Linked DNA regions of Mus musculus: all the other regions are linked to region 2. Evidence: chromatin contacts called from public capture Hi-C and promoter capture Hi-C data. All regions are on one chromosome and are shown on one strand. The core of a region is the stretch at or near the end of the contact, and the rest is flanking DNA. Distances in the headings are between cores, read along the strand shown. Region 1 holds the start of Zfp2 (zinc finger protein 2). Region 2 holds the start of Platr20 (pluripotency associated transcript 20). Region 3 holds the start of Zfp454 (zinc finger protein 454). Region 4 holds the start of Grm6 (glutamate receptor, metabotropic 6).

Evidence for each region. Promoter capture Hi-C pulls out the DNA fragments that hold promoters and counts their contacts. Capture Hi-C pulls out chosen DNA fragments and counts their contacts.
Region 1: a capture Hi-C map of embryonic stem cells shows a contact between it and region 2, with 3 times the contacts expected there. The contact joins the promoter of Zfp2 here to the promoter of Platr20 in region 2. A contact is called at or near these places in 2 of 39 promoter capture datasets (cranial neural crest and embryonic stem cells), 3 of 115 datasets of contacts at active chromatin or transcription factors (embryonic stem cells and stem cell-derived neural progenitor cells) and 2 of 9 other capture datasets (adipose tissue and embryonic stem cells).
Region 3: a capture Hi-C map of embryonic stem cells shows a contact between it and region 2, with 3 times the contacts expected there. The contact joins the promoter of Zfp454 here to the promoter of Platr20 in region 2. A contact is called at or near these places in 1 of 39 promoter capture datasets (cranial neural crest), 1 of 115 datasets of contacts at active chromatin or transcription factors (embryonic stem cells) and 1 of 9 other capture datasets (embryonic stem cells).
Region 4: a promoter capture Hi-C map of embryonic stem cells shows a contact between it and region 2, with 4 times the contacts expected there. The contact joins the promoter of Grm6 here to the promoter of Platr20 in region 2. A contact is called at or near these places in 7 of 39 promoter capture datasets (cranial neural crest, embryonic stem cells, hippocampal neurons and 3 more).

What each region holds. Positions count from the first base shown.
Region 1 is chr11:50,914,866-50,917,565 of GRCm38.p6, reverse strand. It overlaps Zfp2 (zinc finger protein 2), which reads left to right and starts at 1,390. Exons shown (of 6, transcript NM_001044698.2): 1 at 1,390-1,457.
Region 2 is chr11:51,219,024-51,221,723 of GRCm38.p6, reverse strand. It overlaps Platr20 (pluripotency associated transcript 20), which reads left to right and starts at 1,306. Exons shown (of 5, transcript NR_110444.1): 1 at 1,306-1,356; 2 at 2,171-2,266. It overlaps Gm12569 (predicted gene 12569), which reads right to left and starts at 1,153. Exons shown (of 6, transcript NM_001378502.1): 1 at 1,082-1,153.
Region 3 is chr11:50,886,208-50,888,907 of GRCm38.p6, reverse strand. It overlaps Zfp454 (zinc finger protein 454), which reads left to right and starts at 1,407. Exons shown (of 6, transcript NM_172794.3): 1 at 1,407-1,542; 2 at 2,410-2,539. The coding sequence starts at 2,507.
Region 4 is chr11:50,849,247-50,851,946 of GRCm38.p6, reverse strand. Grm6 (glutamate receptor, metabotropic 6) reads right to left here and starts at 1,262. Exons shown (of 11, transcript NM_173372.2): 1 at 1,108-1,262; 2 at 320-816. The coding sequence starts at 805.

The DNA.
Region 1 (2,700 bases), core at 141-2,640, 300 kb after region 2:
TGCAGGGAAAGGGGGGGTGAAAAAAGCCGCCAATTCCTGAGCTTCCCCCCCCCCACACACACACAGACACACAGACAAAACATCAATCCTTGAGCAGAAAATCCACTAATCCCTGAGCTCCCCAAATTCAGGACTTGAAATCCCACCAATCATCACTCTGGAAATCTCTGCCCTGGAAAGCCCCGCCCCCTAAGAGATCCTATATAAGCACTGCCACTTTGTCTAATTCCCTGTTGTCTGTTCCCTAGGATAGAGAGCAGCCATCCCTGGATTCATCCCTTCACACCCTGGTCCATCCAATAAATCTCTTTCATGAGATTCTTATGCCTGGTCAGAAGTGAAGAAGAAAAGAAGCAATGAAGAGAAGAAACGATGAGAAGGAGAGGGACTGAGGCTCCTGAGCTCCGCTGAGGACGCCATGCCCTGGTAGCTGCATCGCCTCTGCTGAGGAGGCTTCCTCTTAGAGCTATCTAGTTCCTCAGCTCCCATGTCTCAGGGTGCCCTTCTTTTGGGACATTGTCCCACCTCAGAGCTGTGTGGTTCCTGAGCTTCCGAGTCCCAGGAGATCCTCCCATCAGAGCAGAAACACAATGTCAAAGACCTAAGACGGAAGGTGTGGGATAAAAGCGGAAGGTGTGGGATAAAAGGAATTTGGGCACGCACGTTTGGCTAATAGGATTTTTGAGCCTCGTCAAAAAGTGGCCTCCAGATGCCCGTCCGACATTTGGTTCGGAACATAGTCTTTGTTGCATGGAATAGAAGTTTTACAGGCTGAAGCGAGGGGGAAAGGACCAAAAGTATAGAAGAAGGACTAGTTGGGAAGGATGGAGGTCAGTGAAAGAAGGGCACATGAATGAGGGTCGCTGGGGGTGAATGTGATCACAGTGCACTGTATTCAAGTATCATGATGTCAGATTTTAAAGAAAAAACGTTAAAAAACAAGCGGCCAGACAAGAACCCAATATTACAGTTTGTAACCTATCTTTCTATCCTAAGATAGGATGGAAATTATCCTAAGATATTCTCCAAGTTCCAAAGCCGTGGATGCAGCCGAAACTACCTTAGCACCCACGAGTTTCACTCACAGAGGTGGCTGGTTTTCCACAGTAACAATTCACCCAGCCAGTGCATCATTTACTACCTGGTCACAGAGCGCCGTGAAGTATCTACATTACATTAGTAGCTTACCTCTCATCCTAACCTCATGCAAGGGGGTGTCCAAGGTTCTCTTAATTTAGGAAAGGAAAAGGTTCTAGAACCAGTTTCTTTAAGAAAATAAGCTTAAGGTGGCAAACCTTGCCTGAGCACTAGGGGAGCAATCGCTGGCCCGCAGCCCTGCGGTTGCGCCTGCGCAACTGGAAGCCCTGTCGAGGGCTCATGGTCTTGTGGGAAATGTAGTCCCGCGCGCCCAGTGCGGCTGCCTGTGCCGCCAGCCTCTGGCTTCTTCAGTGACTGTGGTGAGTGCGCTTCCTCGGGCGGGTGGTCCACGGGCGGGGAGGCGGAGGCGTTCCCACTGGGAGCCCGGGGCTCTGGTGCCAAAAGAGCAGAGCCGGCCAGACAGAAAGGTGATCCTTCGTCCGCAAGGAGCACGAAGTCGCAGGTGCGCAGCTCACGCGCGCGCCAGGCCGCAGGACACCCTAACCGAGACCCCCCAGCTCGGTATCCCCCCGTACCCCGGGGTCATTCGCGCCCGACTGCTCTCCAGCTCTACCTGGCCGAGCAGCTCTGGTTCGGTATGCACTATGAATGCGTGGTAGACCCGCTCTCTGAAGCTTGGCAGGGCACGGGACCACAGTCCGGGGCTCTGGCCATTGTGTGCACCGCTGCTGGGGACCCGCCCTCTGCCTGCGAAGGAGGAGCTTGTAAAATGAGTCCTGAATAAGCAAGAACGTGCCCACCCTTTCTTTAAGTTCATTATTGGTCAACTAGAAAAATGTACGAGCGAAATCATTCGAAATTTGTCCTAAAGTCCATGTATTGTGTTATATGTATAAATAGAAACCTTTTGCTTCCAAAAAAAAAAAAAAAGATGTTAGTGCCTTTCCTCCATTCACCTTTAAAAATGGAGTTACAAAAGGCATTTTGTAAGATGCTTGAAGTGCATCTAAACCACCACCCAATGGAGATGAGAATAGCCTTAAGACACTAATTTTTAAGAGCAGTTAAAGCTGTCATTTTCACGAATGGTTCCCTTTGGACTTTTGGGCTTTTTTGTTTTTGTTGTGTTTTGTTTTTATTTTAATATTGGACATGGTACAGTTATGTCATTCTTTGTATTGCCTCTTTCCACAAAACCTTGTAGTGAAATTTCTAGGTCAACGTTATAATTAGACCTTTGGGCATCTCCTGTCTTATTCTTTCCAGAAAAGTAGCAGTTTCTAAAGATGGTTGCGGTGTTAAGAGTGACTGACGCCCCACATCAACTGGAAGTGCTGCTAGTAGCCTCTTAAGCTTTGGAGAGGTGCAAGCTAGGTGTGGTAGTGTGTGCCTTGAATCCCACAGAGGCAGGGGGATGAGTTTGAGGCCACCTGCTCCACAGAGTCTGGGCCAGCCAAGGCTACTTAGTGAGAAGACCCTCCTTCAAATAATATCCTTATGCTAAACTCCAGCCCATTTTATTCCTAACTTTTGCATCTGTTGTACAAACAGATGAATCTACAGAAAAGTTGCATATTGCTATAGTCATATAAACCTACATTT
Region 2 (2,700 bases), core at 57-2,556:
AAGCCAAGGGCCGAAGGCATTAAGTAGCAGGATTATAAAGAGAATGAGGATCTGGACGGAACTAATCCCGCGAGTTGGGTTCTTCTTCTTTTCATTAAAAATAGATTCTTCTCTCATACACTATATCCCACCAACATTTCTCTTCCCACCATGCCTACCATCTACCCCACTCCCCTCCCCTCTGGATCCACTCCCCCTCAACATCCCTTCTTAAAAGAGCAGGCTTCCAAGAGACCACAACCAATTGTACACACAAAAAGAAAATACCATAGGACAAAGAAAAAGCCCTCAACCGAGTCTAGACAAGGCAACCTAAGAGGGGAAAAATAAATTGTCCTAAGTGCAGTCCAAAGTGTCAAAGACACACCCACTCCCACAGTTAGGAGTTCCACAAGAACAACAAGCTAACCGCCACAACATATATGCAGAGGACCGGATACAGATTTCTGTAGGTCCGGTGCTTGCTTTAGTTTCTGTAAACCATATGTGTCCTGCTTAGTTGATTTGGTGGGTCATATTCTCCTGGTGTCCTTTAGCCCCTCTGACTCCCAAGGTCTTTCCGCCACCTCTTACATGGAATTTCCGGAGCTCCGGCGGACTCCAGTTTAGACTCTCTCCACATAAAGTCTTAACTGTGGATCTCTGCATTTGCTCCCATGTACTGCTGGAGGAAGCCTCTCTGATGACAACGGGACAAGTCACTAATCTCTAATCACAGTAAAATATCATTAGGAATCATTTTTTAAAAAAAGACTAGTCGTGTTTGGTTCTACTCTAGATCTCTGGACTATTCAGTTTCCATTTTCTGGCCTTCCAAGAAGTGTCAGGCAAGGGCGCCCGCCCGCTCACGGAGTAGGTAAGCCTCAAGTTAAATCAGACATTGCTTTCTACTCTCACAAATTCAGTACCGCCATTACCCCAGCACATCTTGCAAGCAGGACACATTGTAGGTCAGAGGTTTTGTGGCGGGGCTGGCTTATTTAAGATATGGGATGAGACAGGGTCTCACCTCATAATCCTGGCTGTCCTAGATCTCGCTATGTAGACCAAGTTGGCGGGCAACTCACAGAGATTCACCTACCTCTGTCACAGGAGTGCCCGGATTAAAGGCATGCACCACCCTGTCTTGTTGGAGTGTTGTTTTGTACACTGTGTGAAGATGTGTCTCTGTCCTTCCTTGCCTGCCTAAGGCACCTTCCGATTGGTTAAAATAAAAAGCCTATGGCCTATAGCAAAAGGCAGACTAAGAATAGTAAGGTGGGACTTCCGGACAGAGAGGGGAACTCTGGGAAAGAGAGACGGGCGGGAGATTTGCTACTGTGATGCGGAGAAAGTTGGACGTATGTAACCGAGGAGGTAACTAGGCAGAACTTAGTATAAATGGGCTAATGGAGTTACGAGCTAGTTAGGAGCAAGCCTAAGCTAAGACCAAAAGTATTGTAAGTAAATATGAGCCTTTATGCCATTATTTGGGAACTGAGGTGGACATAGAGAAAGACCCACAGTTGCGTTTGGTGCTCAATGTGCGGAAGAAAATCCAAGCTTAGAGCCTGGGGAAAGTCCTGGGTGAAGGCGGCTTCCTAGCCAAAGAGCAGGGAAGAAGCAGGAGACCGCCAGAGGCCGAGTGCTTCTTTAAGAAGCCCTCACTGAGCAGAAAAACCAGATCCACTATCAGAGCCTCGGGGCAGAGAAGGTCAGAGCAGCTTTAGACAGACACCTGGGAGCCAGGCCACTCGGGGTGCATGCACATACTTAGCCACACTTAGCACACCACAGCCACCACCCACCCCATCCCCAAGGCACAGCCACACGCACAATCTGACTATGTTGCGTGGCAGGCTTCGTCTCTGCTCATAGCTTCAACAGTGGAAAGGCTGAAGTCAGCCCACACTACTCCAGTGAGAGTCTTGGTGCTAACAGAGGTCTGAGCAAGCAGCCCCGGGGGCTTACACATGTGGGCCCAGGACAGGCAGGCACCCCATCCTACACACTCTGTGAGCTACTGGCAAAGCGAACAGATCAGGTCCCTGCACTCCAAAGCCCAGAAGCCTCGGCTCTTCCAGTAAACTGTTAGACTGAGCTGAACAGGGGGTCCAACTATTCCTTGTGGGCTTAAGGGCTGGGGCGGGGCCAACAGCGGGCTTGACTGGGAGCTGAATGTCTGGAACAGGGTTACCCTCAGTGGGAGGTGCAAGCCGCCGAACAGCTCAACAGAGACAACACGCGGAAGATACCTATCTAAGCCCAGACAGAAGCCCTTGAACAGGTAAAAAAAATATTTGGAATTATGCTTCAGTGCTAAAGAAAGAAAAGAAAAAAATAATTTAAAAATTAATAAAATAAAATCTCTTTGGGAAGGAGAGAGTTAGAGATTGAAAAAGAAAAAAATTCTGTGTTAAGAAATGGAAAACACAACAACACAGGGCATCTGGATTCCATATAATTTTGATACGATCATCAGCATACAAATAATTACACTTTCAGTAATGATGGCAATTTTAGATATCCTGTTTAAGAGAGATGAAAATAAAGCAGACTTAGAGAAGGAAAGACTGAAAAATTAAAGGCTGGAATGGAGGTAATAGGAAAGAGATTGGGAAATTCCGATTCGAAATAAATGATCTTCAGAGGTAGCCAGACCAAAGCCTAGAGCCACCTTGTAACTCTAGCCCTGTTCCAGACATTCAGCTAGCTAGTCAA
Region 3 (2,700 bases), core at 158-2,657, 330 kb after region 2:
TACTGTCCTTTCTCTCCCTCAACTACACCATAGTCTGGGTTTTTAATTTATTTTGCTGTTGTTTTGGATGAGTTTTGATTGTTAGGAAGCAAGCCAACAAATGCTAAGTCACTGTCCTACGACCATCCCTAGTTTTCACCCTGAATCTGTCCTGCCCAGAACTGACCATAGTCTGCACAGATAAGTTCATCTGTCCACTTGGAACTTCCATTGCTTTCCTTTCACACACAAAATAAATCCACATTTTTACCATGGGGTCAGAACCTCAGAGTCACACACAATGTCATCTTGAGCCCTTTTTTCTTTCCTTGTTCCTGGTGAACATGCTGGTCTTGCTAAGCATCAAATATCCTAAGCCAAATTCTTTGTGGGGAGCTCTTCCTGGGACAGTAAAATCTCCCAAACACCCTGCCCCTTCTCACTCTGAAACCCCTAACTCAGCATTCCTGTCCTTTCATTCACTCCTAATGAATATTTTCTGTTTGATGGACCACCTTCCCTAGTCACACAAAAACTGCAGTGCAGGAGTCACTCTGTTTCAACACTCTCTGCTCTATGCCTTAACCTATATGTGTGTGCCCTAAGTGAGAGAATGACATCTTTAAAGCCCAGGACAGAGCCACTGACATTGTATCCTAAAGGGTGGCCAGCAATCCCAGAAGTGTCAATCTCAAATCATATTTTTTTAATTGAATTTGTTTCACTTTTCTCCCAATAAGAAAGTTCCTCCATGAATACTTACTACATATCCAAAGGCAACTAGACATCTTCAGGGAAAGATTCTGGTACATTACTCGATACTCACAGGCCCCAGCAAAATACAGTCACCAGAAGTAAATCCAAGCTTCTCTATATACTATCCCGTGCTCCCAGAGACACTTGTTTACTCTGCAGAGACTTCCAGGGCCATCGTCCTTCCCCCCCCCCGCACCCCCCTCCGGTAATCCTGCTACCCAAACCCTCACTGCACTCAAGGTCTATCATGCCTCTCCAGTCCAGCTCCAACAGAGGCTGTAGCATTTTTGAGAGCTTGGTACTGACTGTCTTTCAAGACCTTTCTCTGTCGTTAGGCGCTATTACGACGTTCCTGGATGTTCTCTGGCTTTGCTTGCAGATCCTAGAGTCTAGTAACCTTGATAACAGCATCCTGGACCTTTTTTCACTGCTGGTCTCCACAAGACTAGACCACTTGTCTGCCCAGCGATAGGCTAGTGCACCGCAGAGCCTTCTGGGAATTGTAGTTTCGGCCACAAAGTGACTAGGCGCAGGCGCGCTTTATCGCTTTTTGCTCCTGGTCTCCCTCTGAGAAAAGGAGTCCAAAAATCTAAGCGCTGCAGCAGAGAGATTTGTGGGAATTAGGCTTCCCGGCTCCTGGACAAACGCGCAGGCGCGGCTCCGCGTCAAGCAGCAGGCTCCAGCTCATTGTGTCCTGACTACTCTGTCGAGGCTATGCTCTGCAGTGGACAAGCTTCTAAGGGAAGCCCCACGGTGATCTGCAGTGTCCAGAGACTGAAGGTCAGGTCTGGGAGTTGAGAACAGAGGGTACGTAGACTAAGGGTGGGTTGTGGTCCGTTTTGAAAGGCGTGGATCCCACGTCCTTAACTTTGAAGCGCATGTACTGAGATTTGATTCCACACATGGAAGGGACCAGCAGAACTGTTTTGTAGTCGAGCTAAGGGATCCGAACCTGATTGCACGTTGAGAAGGGTTGGTCAGGACCTCTAGCTCATCTTGCTGCAAACTCACAAATACAGTTGCATACAGCTGCTGGTTATATTCCCGGCGTGGCTCCAAGTTCTCTCTGAGGAACTTGAGAAAGGGACACCTTCACTGCAGCCCCTGCACTTGACGAAACTGTGGAGGGTGACTTATGTGAATGATTTCTTCTCCCGGAAACCCGCTCCCTACACTGTCCCATCCGAAACACGAAACAGCCCCCCCCCCACACACACACACACAGAGAGAGAGAGAGAGAGAGAGAGAGAGAGAGAGAGAGAGAGAGAGAGAGAGATCTGGCCGGTTTAACTCCCCTTCCCTTTCAGGAAAAAGTCACCTCTTTGCCTCCTCCTTCCCTCTAGTTGGGATAGAGCTGTCCCAGGAGGAAAGGCTGTCTTAAGACGCCAAAGCATAGCTGCAGGGGAAGGGACAGAGAATGGGTAGAGTTTGAGGACTGGGCCGGGCAAGCTTTCTGCAGGGGAAAGCCAAAGCCACACAAACGGGAAGGCATGCAGGATCTGACTAAAGGAAAGATGCGAAGGAGAGCTGGCATGGGGAGAAGTCACTTTACAGATTGGGTGAGGACAGCTACCTTCAGAGGGAGTATGCACTGGGAGCAAAAGAACAAAGTGAGCCAGGATGTGAATGGTGAGGCGCATCCCTGTGACCTTTGACCCGGCCCTCTCATTACAGGAGTGCAGATGCTTCTAGCCAGAGAACCCCAGCAATTGTAAAGCTCCTCCCCTGCCTCCTTCCTACTCAATGCTCCTCAGCTCACCAGAGAAAAGGAATGGCTGTCAGCCAGCTCCCGGCCCTGGTCCAGGTGAGTCATCACTGTCCAGTGTTGTCCCCCTGTATCCCCAGTTGTGTCCTTGACTTCATTCATTGCTCTAACCAGAAGCTTCCTTTCCAGCCACCCCCAAAGACCCCAGCTGCTCCCTCCCACCACACATCTCCTCCTAGTGAGCTTTAGAGCTTTCTGTA
Region 4 (2,700 bases), core at 13-2,512, 370 kb after region 2:
TCTTTGTCACCTACAGGTGCTCACGAGAGGAAGCACCTTGCAAGATTGAACAAGGTGTCAGCAGAACCTGAATGGGTGGACAAGTGGGTCTAGGTTCAATCTGCCCTTAGCCAACCTTGTCAGGACACAGACTTCTGGAGAAAGGGGTACCCTTCACACAAAGATGCCAGACCAACCAAGCTGGGAAAATTGATCTGCCTCTGTGGACAAAACCTTTTTAATCTGGATGATTGGGAGAGATTGAAACAGATTCTTCCAGAAGTTAGTAAAGGTATCGACCACCTGGGAGGGACGACGGGTGACAGACGCCCGCCCTCACCGCAAACAGGCGCAAGACATTGGCGACCATGATGGACACGGAGCTAGCTGAGGCGCCCACCACCGCCACGACGCGTTCAGGAGGCGCGGCGCGCAGCGGGGGGACGCCCCCAGGGCAGCGCACGCTGGCCTCTTCGCCGTCTCCGCGGCCTCGGATGAGCGCCTGCACGAAGCTCAGCGCCTGCTCCAGAGCGTAGGTGTCCCGCGAGCAGGTGTCGAGCAGCCGCGCGCCTAGTCGCACACCGGGCAGGAGCTCCGGGTCGGCGTTGATGCGGTCCAGCGCGTAGAGCATCGCCTCCAGCCGGTGCACTCCCTGCTCCTTCTTCAGCGTCCCGCACGCACGCCCTGCGGCGCCCCGGGCGTGCACCGGGAAGAGGCCGCCCAGCGTCAGGCCGCCTGCCAGGCGCACCGAGCCCGCACCGTGAGCTATGCCCGCCTGCGACAGCCACCAGGCTAGCCACAGCAGCAGCACTCGGAGCCGCCCCATCTGCTCCTGGACTGCGGGAAAGGAAGTTACCGGGACGCCTTGAGAGCCGGCGGACGAAGCTGCCACCCCGTGCTCAGCTGCCACTTCGGGATTCTGGCCGGACACCGAGAGCGCAGGAAAAGTTGGTGACTCGCGCACCAGCAACTCAGCAGCCTCTCCCAGGCCTCCAGAGGATTGCTCTCATTCTCCCTGAAAAGTCCCCCTGTTGATGGTCGGTCCCGCTCCTTCCCCCACAGTTCTGGGCAGCTCTTCCTCTGGACCCACCCCAGCGCACCCTAGGCTACCTCCCCAGTGGTGCTTACCTGAGCCAACCTCTGGCTAGTAGGACGAGTCTGTGACAGCTGTAAAATCAGAGCTACAGTCTAGAGGATTTAAGGATTCTGGGGAGGGATGAGGGTGAGGGCAGAGACCCCCTCCAGAGCTTGAGAGTGGAGGAAGGGCTCTCTTCTCTCTCTGCCTCTCTGACTCCCTGGGTCTGCTTCTCCCCTAGACTGCCTTTAAATTGTCTGACCCAGCAACACCAATAAGCTTGGCCACTCATCCTCAATATGCCGATTAAAGAGACAGATAAGAGTGAAAGTTGGAGATAAGAGATTTACACAATCAGTCCCGCCACCCCGAGAAGAGGAACAAAGAAGTCCAGGGACTCCCCTGGTCGGTCTTCAGAGACTTAGGTTTAAACAGAAAAGGACATGCATAGCCAAGTGGTTCTGGTTGCTGGGGTTCAGTCTCTCCTGCAAGGTGGTCTGACAGGTTGTGAAACTGTGTCATCTCTGTCTGGGAAGCAAGCTTCCTCTCTGACTGCACCAGGCTTCCGGGAGAGCACACAGGTGTTTCTAAAGCCCCTAACAAGAGCCTTGCAGCCGGTCTGACGCTGCTCTGGTCTCGGTCTCTCTGTGTTCTGCATTTCTGTATCTGCCTAGACGTTCTCCAAACGTGGCTTATTCCACTCGTAGTGTCTCCCTACCCCACCCCCTACGTTCTCAAACTTTCTTGCCTTCCTGCCGTTTTCATTCTCTGTCCTGACCACTAGAACCTTTTCTCTTTTCAGATATTGGTGTATGTATTATCTATCGTGTGCGAGCGTGCATGGTTTTGTGTGTGTGTGTGTGTGTGTGTGTGTGTGTGTGTGTGTGTGTGTGTGTGTGTGTGATATGCGGCACATGCCCTCTCACGCCAGAGTTAGTTCTCTCCCTTTTGGTTTGGGACCGGGACAAGGTGCATAGTTTGCATATCAAAGCAGACCTGACTTCAGGGATCTCCCAGCATCCCCCAGTCCCTACCTGACATACCCTGCCTCCCACCCTGAACTTTCCAGCCCAGGGGCTGGGCTGCCTTTTTCCCAGAGGTTCTTCCCTATGTGATCCAGACATTTTGGTCTCTTTCTCTCTTCCTTCTGTTCCTTCTCTTCTCTCTCTGTGTTGGAGACCGGCATTGAGCCATAAGCCAAAGCTCCCCTTCCTTCGTGAGAAACTTCGGACCTTTTGAGAGATGTTGGGGACTGACACTGAGTCATAAGCCAAAGTTCCGCTCCCTCCTGGAGGAGAGACTTCCGACCTTTTGAAATGACAGCTGACACAACATCAAGGGCAGATAATAGTATCTGCAAACTTTCTGTGAAAAAACACAGAATGTCCCCTGAGCTAAGAGTAGATAGCACCTTCCCGGGCAGTTGTGCAGAACCACCCCTGCCTGCGGGCTGAGGCACGGGCAAGTTTCTCCCTCTTTACTTCCTTCCTCCTTGCCGCTTATATTCTGTAACCTTACTCTCAATAAACAGACCTTGATGGATCTACTTGGTCTGTCTCTTATTTCCCGCCCGTTTCTCTTTCAGGCAAGGTCTCCCTCAGACCCCCTGAATAACTGGGTCCTGCGGGTCGGGACATCTGTGCCCC